Linked DNA regions of Oryctolagus cuniculus: regions 1 and 2 are each linked to region 3. The links are chromatin contacts, called in public Hi-C maps. All regions are on one chromosome and are shown on one strand. The core of a region is the stretch at or near the end of the contact, and the rest is flanking DNA. Distances in the headings are between cores, read along the strand shown. Region 1 has its middle 96 kb from the start of TRNAA-UGC. Region 2 holds the start of KLF6 (KLF transcription factor 6). Region 3 has its middle 1.1 Mb from the start of PGER5.

What was found. Hi-C and Micro-C count contacts between places; a contact is called where the count stands out from the background.
Region 1: a Hi-C map of embryonic fibroblasts shows a contact between it and region 3, with 4 times the contacts expected there. The contact joins two enhancer-like sites. A contact is called at or near these places in 2 of 6 Hi-C or Micro-C datasets (embryonic fibroblasts and psoas muscle).
Region 2: a contact with region 3 is called in a Hi-C map of psoas muscle, with 5 times the contacts expected there. The contact joins the promoter of KLF6 here to the enhancer-like site in region 3. A contact is called at or near these places in 3 of 6 Hi-C or Micro-C datasets (embryonic fibroblasts, psoas muscle and skin fibroblasts).

What each region holds. Positions count from the first base shown.
Region 1 is chr13:93,226,164-93,229,922 of mOryCun1.1, forward strand. No RefSeq gene overlaps it. Among named protein-coding and RNA genes, the nearest start is that of TRNAA-UGC, 96 kb to the right of the region's middle. Within about 2 kb of position 1,593, at least 3 of the 8 cell types and tissues checked have an H3K27ac peak or open chromatin away from gene starts, as enhancers often do.
Region 2 is chr13:92,834,502-92,837,997 of mOryCun1.1, forward strand. KLF6 (KLF transcription factor 6) reads left to right here and starts at 2,014. Exons shown (of 4, transcript XM_002720810.5): 1 at 2,014-2,396. The coding sequence starts at 2,193.
Region 3 is chr13:91,761,500-91,764,893 of mOryCun1.1, forward strand. No RefSeq gene overlaps it. Among named protein-coding and RNA genes, the nearest start is that of PGER5, 1.1 Mb to the left of the region's middle. Within about 2 kb of position 2,127, at least 6 of the 8 cell types and tissues checked have an H3K27ac peak or open chromatin away from gene starts, as enhancers often do.

The DNA of each region.
Region 1 (3,759 bases), core at 343-2,842, 1.5 Mb after region 3:
AAATGGAAACACCTCCCTACTTGAAATGTGATTCTGCTACTAAAATGAAATGGTCAAAATAGCAAAGAACTCCACCGCTGACGCCCTGTGTACCTTTCATTCTTCCAGCTTGAGTCTATGCTGAAGACGATTTTTAACCACTAGAAGCAATTCTCTTTGGGCTTATATGTGGGCAAACAGATTAGCATCTTCCCCAATACTAAAGGTCAGGTCACTAGCCAAAGAAAACCTAACCTGCTTTGTGAGTTTGGAGGGGAAAAAAAGTGATGAGACGGTAAAGGAATGGCAGCAAGGATGAGGAAGGAAAAGGGGGGAAGAAAGCTAGCGTGGTCTGTCCCAATGTGATATGGTGTCATGAGGGTGAGAGTGAAGGCGCTCTTCAGATTTCCTGAATAGCTTTTCTTAGCGATAGATTCATAACTCAGTCACTTTTCCAGAAAAGCTCATCACCCTGAGTACCAAAAGTAGCTAAGGCTGCCTCTGACTCACTTTCCCTTCATAATTGAAATGTTTTCGGGTTTTCAGTACTCACACTCTGCTTTACCTTCGTGTCTATCCTGAATCCATCTCTGCATCTCTGCTCTGCACCCGGGGAAAGCTGAGAAAACGTTCTCAAAGAAAGAGGAGCAAGACTTTGAAAGTCATTCTGATGCGGTTGGGACTGCTTTTGGTTAGATGATTCAGCCCATTTTTGTGGATTTCCCAAGATGCTTTCTGAAACTCTGTTGAAAAATATCTTGTATGATCTTGTAACAAATTAAACAAAAGACAAACCACCAAGTGCTTGCCTGTTTGAGTAGGCTAACCACAAAACTCTGATTCATGGTGACCCGTGGTGGAGGAGTACAAGACCCGTATCACCACTTAAATTCCAACTTTCACAAACTCCGACCCAGCACTTTTTTTTTTTAGGGGCTTAATGAAAGCTAAGCAGGCGGGTTGGCTACCTTTTTAATAGCCCTGGAGTTCATTATATAAAGATGCTTTAAAAAAAGATTTTAGGTAACATGCGCCTTCTTGCTGGACTTTGGCAAAATGCTTTAACTGCATCCACTTGCACTGTTTTGCCATCTTCAGTTTTCAAAGACTTGGGGGATGGAAGTTTTTGTTGCTGCTCTTATTTTGTTTTAATTTTAGGAGCTAAATAATCACTTAATATATGCTTTCCTTAACAGTTAACCAAGTGATTCATGCGTTTTGTTGAACTCTGATTTTCTTTCCGACTGCACACACCCACATTGCTTTGGAGGCTTACTCATACAGCAAAACAATAAGTGCCAAATCTGTTTCTCACCAACCATGTCCCTAGCCAGGCTTTTCCCAGCAGACTTCATGCCAATGGAATTTCTAGCACACCCACTCTTCCTCCTTGTTGTTATTGTTGTTGTTGATGTTGTTGTTGGGTGTTTTCCTCTGGCCTGAAAAAGACAGATAAATCTAGGCTTTCACTTATCTCTGGGCAACAAAGAAACATATATTTTCAACACACACCGCCCTGCCTAGCTCTGTGATGTCCTTTATCCTGCCATCACACACAAGCCACATAATGCACTCATTCACACACAGCTTCCTGTTCTGAACAATGACCCCTCCTTCCAACTGCCAGAAAGCTTATTCTCCAGCCGTCTGGGAGATGTCCTGTCCCTGGGGATGGCTTTGGAAATCTGAACTTGCGATTTTGGTGAAGAGCCACAATGTCAATATTATTTGCTTGTTCTTTTTAGTGGTGGTGTTTCTACTACTCCTCTTTCTGGAACTGAAACTTCAGCCTTTGGAGACTTCATGAGTTACTAGGAATGCACAGACTCAGGAAAACTTAACACACCAAGAGAAGGAGTGGCATCATGTATTTTGCCAAAAATCATCTGAAATTTCCTGTTTTCCAAGTCTCGGATGTAATTTTACCTTTGAGGTCAAATTTTCTCTGTTCCTGGGAATTTTCAGCTCTTTATTTTTAATTTATTTAAGGACTTACGAAAAATACTTAATGTTATTCTTATTAAATATATACAAATACTTTATTTTAAAAATTATTTTATTGGAGAGATACAAACAGATTTTTCACCTTCTGGTTCATTTCCTGAATTACTGAAACAGCTGGGACTGAGTCAGGCTAACACCAATAGCCAGCAACTTGATTCAAGTCTCCCACACTGGGGGCCAGGGACCCAACCAATTGATCTATCACCTGCTATTTCCCAGTATACTCACCAGCAGGAGACTGGAATCAGCAACAAGCTCTCCAATATGGAATGTGGGAATTTTGATAAGCATCTGAACTGCTAAGCCAAATGCCAGCCCACAATTACCTTTTTAACAAAATGCTTTGTGCGCTAGATTTATTAGATTTGAAACCATATATATCCATTTCTCTTCAAGTATTTGTTAATTTATCACAAAGGTAAAACAAGCCTCAAATGTATAAAAATGTTCACTTTACCCTAAAACTCGATAAAACATTTTCAGACATTTAACAGTTTGTGAACAATTAAAAAGTTACATCAAGTAACTTACTTTAAAACGTGTCTTAAATCAGCAAGAACCGGCCGGCGCCGCGGCTCACTGGGCTAATCCTCCGCCTTGCGGCGCCGGCACACTGGGTTCTAGTCCTGGTCGGGGCACCGGATTCTGTCCCGGTTGCCCCTCTTCCAGGCCAGCTCTCTGCTGTGGCCCGGGAAGGCAGTGGAGGATGGCCCAAGTGCTTGGGCCCTGCACCCCATGGGAGACCAGGAGAAGCACCTGGCTCCTGCCATCGGATCAGCGCAGTGCGCTGGCCATGGCGGCCATTGGAGGGTGAACCAACGGCAAAGGAAGACCTTTCTCTCTGTCTCTCTCTCTCACTGTCCACTCTGCCTGTCAAAAAAAAAAAAAATCAGCAAGAACCTAAATATAATTTTCATTCTATAATCTTTATTTGCATCATATTCAATTATAAATAATGTATGTATACATAGAATGTAGCAGTTTTACGGCCATAGAGGAAAAATCTTCAATTAAATTTTTAACATTTTTAAGAACAAAGGCTAATAGTTCCTCCATGGTTAAAAACATAAACTTGCTTGTTGTTTCTGAATAGTGAAACAAATGCAAACATGAACCATCAATGACATAACATTGGATTCTATAGAAACTTCCTAAGAAATCAATCTCTAATCTATGTTCACCTGAACTCCTTCTTTGAAAGTGCCAACCAACTTAATACTAATTTTAGCCAAAATATAGCCTTCTGAGCAAGATCATCTCCTCTAAAAATTTCCTCCATCAAACTGAACGTTTAAAATAGAAACACGGCACACTTCCCCTGAAAAATCACCCTAAAATTATTCTGGAAAATGTTCAGCCGTGTCATGTATTGTTAAAGCTGCGCAGGTGCTGTGAATACCCCATCATCTGGCTATCTCCCTGCCTGTGCTTAAAAACAGGGGAGCGTCAAGTGCTCTGGGACCACTAGATGCAGGGAACATAGCGCAGTGCTTTGCATGGGGTCAGTAGCAGTGTTTTTGTGCCCATTGGGTACCAGTCCAAGTTGTAACCTCTAAGTGTTAGATTGCCTTATATCTATGAAGCCCGGGGAAGGCGTATCATAAAATGATCATTTTGTAAAATACATACCAACTTGGTAGTTATAAGACAATAATATTAGTAACTGCACCTTGCTGACGACCAAAATTGAGAATCTGAAAAGTAAACTTTTGTTAATGTTTGAGCATCTTCTACGATAGTTATATGTACAGACCACTGCAAGTTATCTGCACATCT
Region 2 (3,496 bases), core at 764-3,263, 1.1 Mb after region 3:
TACAGGCAGTGGCTTTGCCCGCTACGCCACAAAGCTGGCAGTCCCCGATAAACATCTTAAAACACTTGTTCTCCTTGACACCCAAAATGCATTGCACAGCAAGTTACTGATACCACTACGACTTCCTTGATTTAGGGGCTACCTTTTCCCTTCACCCAACTCTCCTCTATTTGTTCTGGAATGCCTGACCCTCCGTTGTTCATTTACTCTGATTCTTGATTCCTTTAATAATATTAGGACCAACACCACAAACTTGAGAAAACCTTCTCCCCAAATTACCATTTCCCACATACTACCAGCTGCTGGTGACTGAAGACTTTGCCCAAGCTGTGGATGGGTCAAGGCACAGGCATTTCCGTTCCTGGAAATAGACACAAGGCACATGTCCCTATGGAGGGCCAGTTCTGCCTCTGTCGCTGAATAAAGGCCAAGACCATCTGCATCTACTACACACAACAGGTACAATAAAGATACTTCTCTTAACTTTTGACTCACACAGTTCACTTTCTGGAATCTTACAGCCTCATAATCCTAAATCACTCGTCTTCCCAAATTTAATACACGAGATCTTCTAAAATTATTTTACATACACCTTTCTTCAGAAATATTTAAAAAAGGGTATTAATCACACTCTATTCTAAATTAGTGGTTATAATTGTTTTCTGTTTTGAATTTTAAAAATGCTTATTCTTCATGTTCCTGGAATTTTTCTTTAAGATGAACATAACAGTGTATTTTAGGAGATAATTTTTATTAAACACACACACACACACTGAATGAGAGTCTCAACCTAATTTGAATTGTTTACACATTCGTGGGAAAACCTAGTTGTTAACCTTGGTGAGGGTTCTTTGAGATTGCCTTCTGCAACATAAACAGATTTCTTCCAATCAGAAGTAAACACCGCATTTTCACAGAATGAGGGTTATTGTATGACAACAAACAAAAGGACGTTTAAGCTATACACGCCTGGTCCTCAAACTTCAGCTGGCACTACTGGGGGCTTATGAAAACACACGAGCAGGGTTGGAGACCTTAGACGCTGCGTTTCTAACAAGCAGAGGTAAGCTTCGCTCCACAGAATCTGAGCGCACTGGCTCCTCGATCCTTTTCCTGAACCTCAGGCTCAACCGATGTGTGCACCTGACGGTGCCCGCCGCCGGCCCCAGGGTGGGCAGCGCAGCGCAGGGACCCTCGGGTGGGGGCGGGCCCCAGGCTCCCCTCACGCAGGGTCCCGGGGGAGGGGGTGGAGGGTCGCCCACGACCCGTCCCCCAGGTCCCCGCCAGCCGACCCTGCGGTCCCCTCAGCAAACCTGCGCCCCGCGCGCCCCCTCCCCGGCTCCGTGCAGCAGTCCTGCGGAGCGGGACGCACAGAGGGACGGGCCGGAAGCCGGGACCCCGGGGGAGACAGGGACAGCCCGCGGAGGCCAGCGCGGCCCCGCGCGCTGCACAGGGAGGGGGACGGAGCACCAGCGCGAAAGGGACCGCGTGGGACGCCGCGGGTGTGAGAACGGAGGGGAACCGGACGCAGCTGAGTGGGACAAAGACGGACGGAGCGGCCGCCAGGGAGCAAGCTTGCGTAGGGTGCTTTGCCGGACCCGGCCGGGCCCGGCTAGGGTCACACCGACGGATACGCAGGGGCCCGGGCGGGCGCAGTCCGGCACGGTTCCCCCCAAAGCGGCTCCCTCAGCCCGGCTTCCCCGACCGCCGGCCGACGACGGCGCTCGGCCGCGCACCTCCCAGCACCGACTCCTCCGGCGCGCGACGGCCCGCGTCTTATATACCCTGCTAAAAATAGCCTGCGAGGCCGCCTTCCAATCAGAGAGGGCAGAGTTCGAATTGAGCCAATGAGGAGGGCTGTGATGGAGAGGCTCGGTCACGCCAGGCGGGGCCGCTGCGCGATGTCGCTCGCCATTGGCCGGAGCTGACATCATCTGCGCGCGGCCCTCGGACCGGGCGCGACCGGATTGGGCAGCGCGCGGGGCGGGCGCGCGGCGAGTCACGTGGGGGGAGGGGGAGTGGGGGGAGCCAGCCCGGGGAGGAGGGGGGAGGCTGGCAGAGGAGCTTTGAATAGGGAAGTTTTGCAGGGGTTACGTTTGCAGTCAGTCCGGTGTTTGCAAATATTGTGTGGGCTCCGCGCGCGCGCTGCGGGCTGCGGGAGGGTCCGGACCGGGGCGTCTGATTGAGTTTGCATGAAACTTTCACCTGCCCTGGCGGGGAGAGTTTCGGCTCCGACTCCAGAACGCACACCTCCCCGTGTTCCCGACAGCGGGGACTGTCTTTTCCAACCCGACATGGATGTGCTCCCAATGTGCAGTATCTTCCAGGAACTCCAGATTGTGCACGAAACGGGCTACTTCTCGGCTCTCCCGTCCCTGGAGGAATATTGGCAACAGGTAAATAGGGATTTTTTTCTCACGTGTCCAGGGCGCCGAGGAGGGAGTGCGTGGAGGCGCCAGGCAGGGTGGTGTGTGCTCGGAGGTGCAGCTTTGGATGAGGATGATTGCTGTGGTTCGAGTCATTTAAAAAAAAAAAAAACAAAAACAAAAAAACATGGAAATCCTGATCTCGGAGCGCCCTTCGGCACGCTCGGGGGTCGCTCTGCAGCGCGCCGCGGAGTTGACAGCCGAGCCGAGCGAGCCCGGCTCCGCGGTGCCCGGCGTGTTTTTTCCCTGCCACCCGAGCGTCTGGAGCATCCACCCCGGGGGAAACCCGAACTCCTCGGCCTGATCCCGGCCCGAGCCCTTGGCACGAGTCTGGCGTTTGTACCGGGTCCAAACTCCACAGCTGGACGTTGTCATATGAACGCACTCGCACGGACTGCCAAGGCATTTTTTTTTTAAGATTTTGTTTTTGTTTTGCTGTTTGGTGTGTATCCATACAGCTTTTTTTTTTTTTAATCTTAACATTTTTGACAACGAAACATAGATCTAGGGCATTTCCCATTTGTTTTCCTTGTTTGGAATTCTTAACATGAACCTAGCTCTGTCTTATTTTTCTTACTTGCTTCTCTTGTTGACCAGGAAAAAAAAAAAAAACTGTTTGCACACACCAGTGACTTGTCAGTCATATGACAGGCAGCCCTTCCTAATTGCCTCAAGTCTTAGTTTGGGAAGAAGAACCCCTGTTTCCGGCATTTTACTGGAACTGGAATGTGGGGCATTGGGAATTTTAGAAACTTAATTTTTTTTTTCTCCTTCTAAAAACCTCGGATTGCCTGAGGAGAGAGACTCCAACACTTGCCCCATTGTCTATAAAAAGATAGCAGGAGGGTCCCCGTGTTGTGTCTCTGCCCTGACGAGCTGTTTGCTTTTTGTCACAGAGTGAATTAGCTGATCAAATAGGTTCTGTGGGTTTCCAAGTCTAGAAAGCTTTTAAGAAGGATGAAATGCGAAGTGTTGCAGCCTTCCGATGCCTGCTTAATTGTTCCCGATCCTCTCCTGCCTTCCTCTCCCCCTCCCCCCTTTTTCCTCCTCAAAGACAGGACGTGATTGAA
Region 3 (3,394 bases), core at 877-3,376:
AGATACCACTTCACACCTATTAAGATGATTATAATCAGAAATACTTACAAGTATTTGAGCAAGTATTACAAGCAAGTGTTTGAGAGGATAAGAAATTGGAACTCTCATCCATTGCTATTGGCAATGTAAAATAGTGTACATATTTTGGAAAACAATCTGGCAGTTAGACAACCACTTAAACATAGAGATCACATATGACCCAGCAACTCTACTCCAGGAGAGCTGAAATCGCATGTCCAAACAAGGCCCAGCCCACAGAAGTTCATAATAGTAGGTTTTCACTTCCTGGTAGTAGTCTAAATGTGGAAATGACTCTTAACGAATGGAAAAGCAAAGTGTTTTATAGCCATATCATGGCGTATTACTCAGTCATAAAAATGACACATCTAGTACAATCTAAAACATGAGTGAGAGGGTGGGCATAGTGGTACAGTGGGTTAAGCTGCTGCTTTTAACACTGGCATCCCAGTGGGCAACAGTTCGAGTCCCAGCTGCTGCACCTCTGATCCAGCTCCTTGCTAATGAACCTGAGAAGGCAGTTGAAAATGACCCAAATGCTTGGGACCCAAGTGGGAGACCCAGATGATGTTCCAGGCTCCTGGCTTTGGCCTGGCTGGGTCCCCACCATTGCAACCATTTGGAACATGAACTAGCAGATGAAATCCAACCCCACCCCGTCTGTACCAAATAAATCAATAAATCTTTAAAAACTAAGATAAAATATTAATGAATCTTTAAAATATTGATAAGAAAAATAATCTAGATACATGAAAATGAAATATAGAGAAACGATAAACCCATAGAGACAGAACCTAAATTAGCATTTGTTAGGGGTTAAGGGAAGGGGATAAATGGAAGTTGATATTAGATAGTATGGGATTTGTTTTTGTGGTGTGAATATATTTCGGAATTACATGGTTGTGATGAACTCACAACTTTATGGTTATGCTGAAAGTCACTGAAGTGTACACTTTAAAAAGGTGAATTTCATGGTATATTTTCCTCTAGATAAAAAATGAATACAAATGAACATCGTGAGACAAAACATGTACAGATGAGATAGAGAGACGGACGCTACTACCACTGATGACTATAAACTAACACATCTAGATACAACAGCAATACAATAACTTACTCCCATTTTTAAAGGAATTTCAACTTTGCAACAAAATTCACAACTACATATAAAATCATTTATTTAAATGATGTTGATTTAATGAAGCTAGGAAGTCTTTATTTTCAATTTACCTATGCAGTAGGTGTGAAATCTTACCTAAAGACTTTAATCTTAACAGACATAACAGGACTTGATATATTTGGGCTACTCTTTAAATACTTTTACCTCATATCATTGTTTCAACAAATTTTCAGCCATGATCAGTAGTTTCATTCTAATTTTGTTCTGATTTTGTTCTTCTTTTCAGTATGAGATCAGAACAGAGAACTTAATGGTTTTATTCAAGATTGTACCATAAATCAGTGATGGAGCAGTACCAGCCTCCAGACCCCCATTCTTAAACTATTTCTAAAACACACAGGAGGGAAAACTCACACAAAGAAAAATATCTGTTAAAGACTTGACAAGGACCTGTTCCCACTAGTTTCAAAAAATCAAGTCAATATATAGTTTCATCATAGTGAATTAAATATTCTTTCACTTTTTAGTAACTATTAGTTCTGTGATTGTAAAACAGAATATTCATATCATTCTGTTATTCTTTGGAAAGACATTTTGGCTCTGAATAGTTCACCAAATAAACTAGGTTATACATGCAGGATGCTAATCTGTTTTTAGAAAATAGCAAGACAGATGGAGAAGTCATTATGAATAAAAATAGATCTGTTCCTCAAACGGATTCCTTAGCAGAGGTGTTTAAAAATCGTCAAAGAAACTGAAGGCATCAGGTGAAATCTAGCCTGTTGCTCTGACACACTGTCTGGAAGTGACTAATAGGATATTGACAGGGGATTGGTTTAAGCCTGGAGCCATATCTAAGCTGGACCTCCAGTACTTTCCATTATCAGAAGCTTTTTTTGTGCCACCTAGATTTCCTTGGCTGTGCCACTGGAAGTTCTGACTGGAACTGAATGAACGCAGTGTTTGTTGGAATACTGCTGATCCGCTGACTGTAATTGGATTAACTGACATCACCCAGTGTGCTGAGCCCTGTGAAATGCCTCAGCAACCAAACTCCACCCTTGAGTCAGAGTTTGGTAATCCCTGGAGGCTCACAGACATCCACGTGTTCGGCATGACTCATGCAGCTGCTATCTGGAGACAGTTGCTGGATAAAATGCCCTAATAAGTGTATACTCATTATACTTCCTTTATCCTACCCCTCTTGGGTTATTTTGATTCTGACTAACAAAAAAGAAATAGAAAAGCACAAATGTCTTTGGAGAGAATTATAAGTCCCAATCGCCTGATGGCTTTTGTTTATAGGGAGAAAAATAGCCCAGAAACAAAGGCAGAAGTCAGAAATATAAAGGAGGAAGATTAAATGCCAGGATATTAGCACATATTTATTTGTGCTGATCTTAAATAAAAAGAAGTTTTAAATAATGGCATGTGATTTTATTGGGACTTTTGTCTCTTGTGAAAGACTGTTTGCTTTAAATTAACCTCTCGAAGGCTTCAAGTAGAGTACCAGGGTTCATGTTTCAGCTCAGTTCTTGTTCTTGATTCCAGTTTCTTGCTAGTGCATGACCTCAGAGGGAGGAGGTGATGGCTCAAGGGGTTGGGTCCCTGGGACCTATGCAGTAGAACTGGATTGAGTTCTCAGCTCTCAGTTTTGCCCTAGATAGTGGTCATTGTGGACATGTGGGGAACAATCCAGTGGATGAGGGCTCCCTCCCTCTTTCTTTCTTTCTCTCTCTCTCTGTCTCTTCTAATAAATAAAGTTTGGGGAAAAAAGGATGAATAAAACAGGAAATTGGGCTCCATTGCTCCACAGTAAGCTGAACATCAACAAGGTTTATAAATATTATTGGACCTGACATATCATCTTCTTCAAACTAAATTTAGTCTCACTGTCATAGAAACGTTAAATAACTCTATCTGTTGGAGTTCAAAGGTGCCAAACCACCTTTATCCATGGATAAAGCAGAAACAGATATGACATGAGAAAGAAGGGATTGTTGGCACAGGAAATGAGGAGAGGGCTCTGCAATCTGCAACCAACTTTGGGGAAGGGAAGTCTAGAGGGTTGGTCCTGCTAGTTTTATGAACCACTCAGTGATCAGAGTGAAAAGGAAGCCTGTGGTAGGCTGTGCCCTGGCTCTTGGGGCAGTCAAGGTGGTGTTTGTTGAGAAGTTCCCAGAAGATGCCAATACGGTGACTTGTGTGCACCCTGGGAGCCATTTTTGGGGAGCTGAGATAGTATGAAACCTTTTG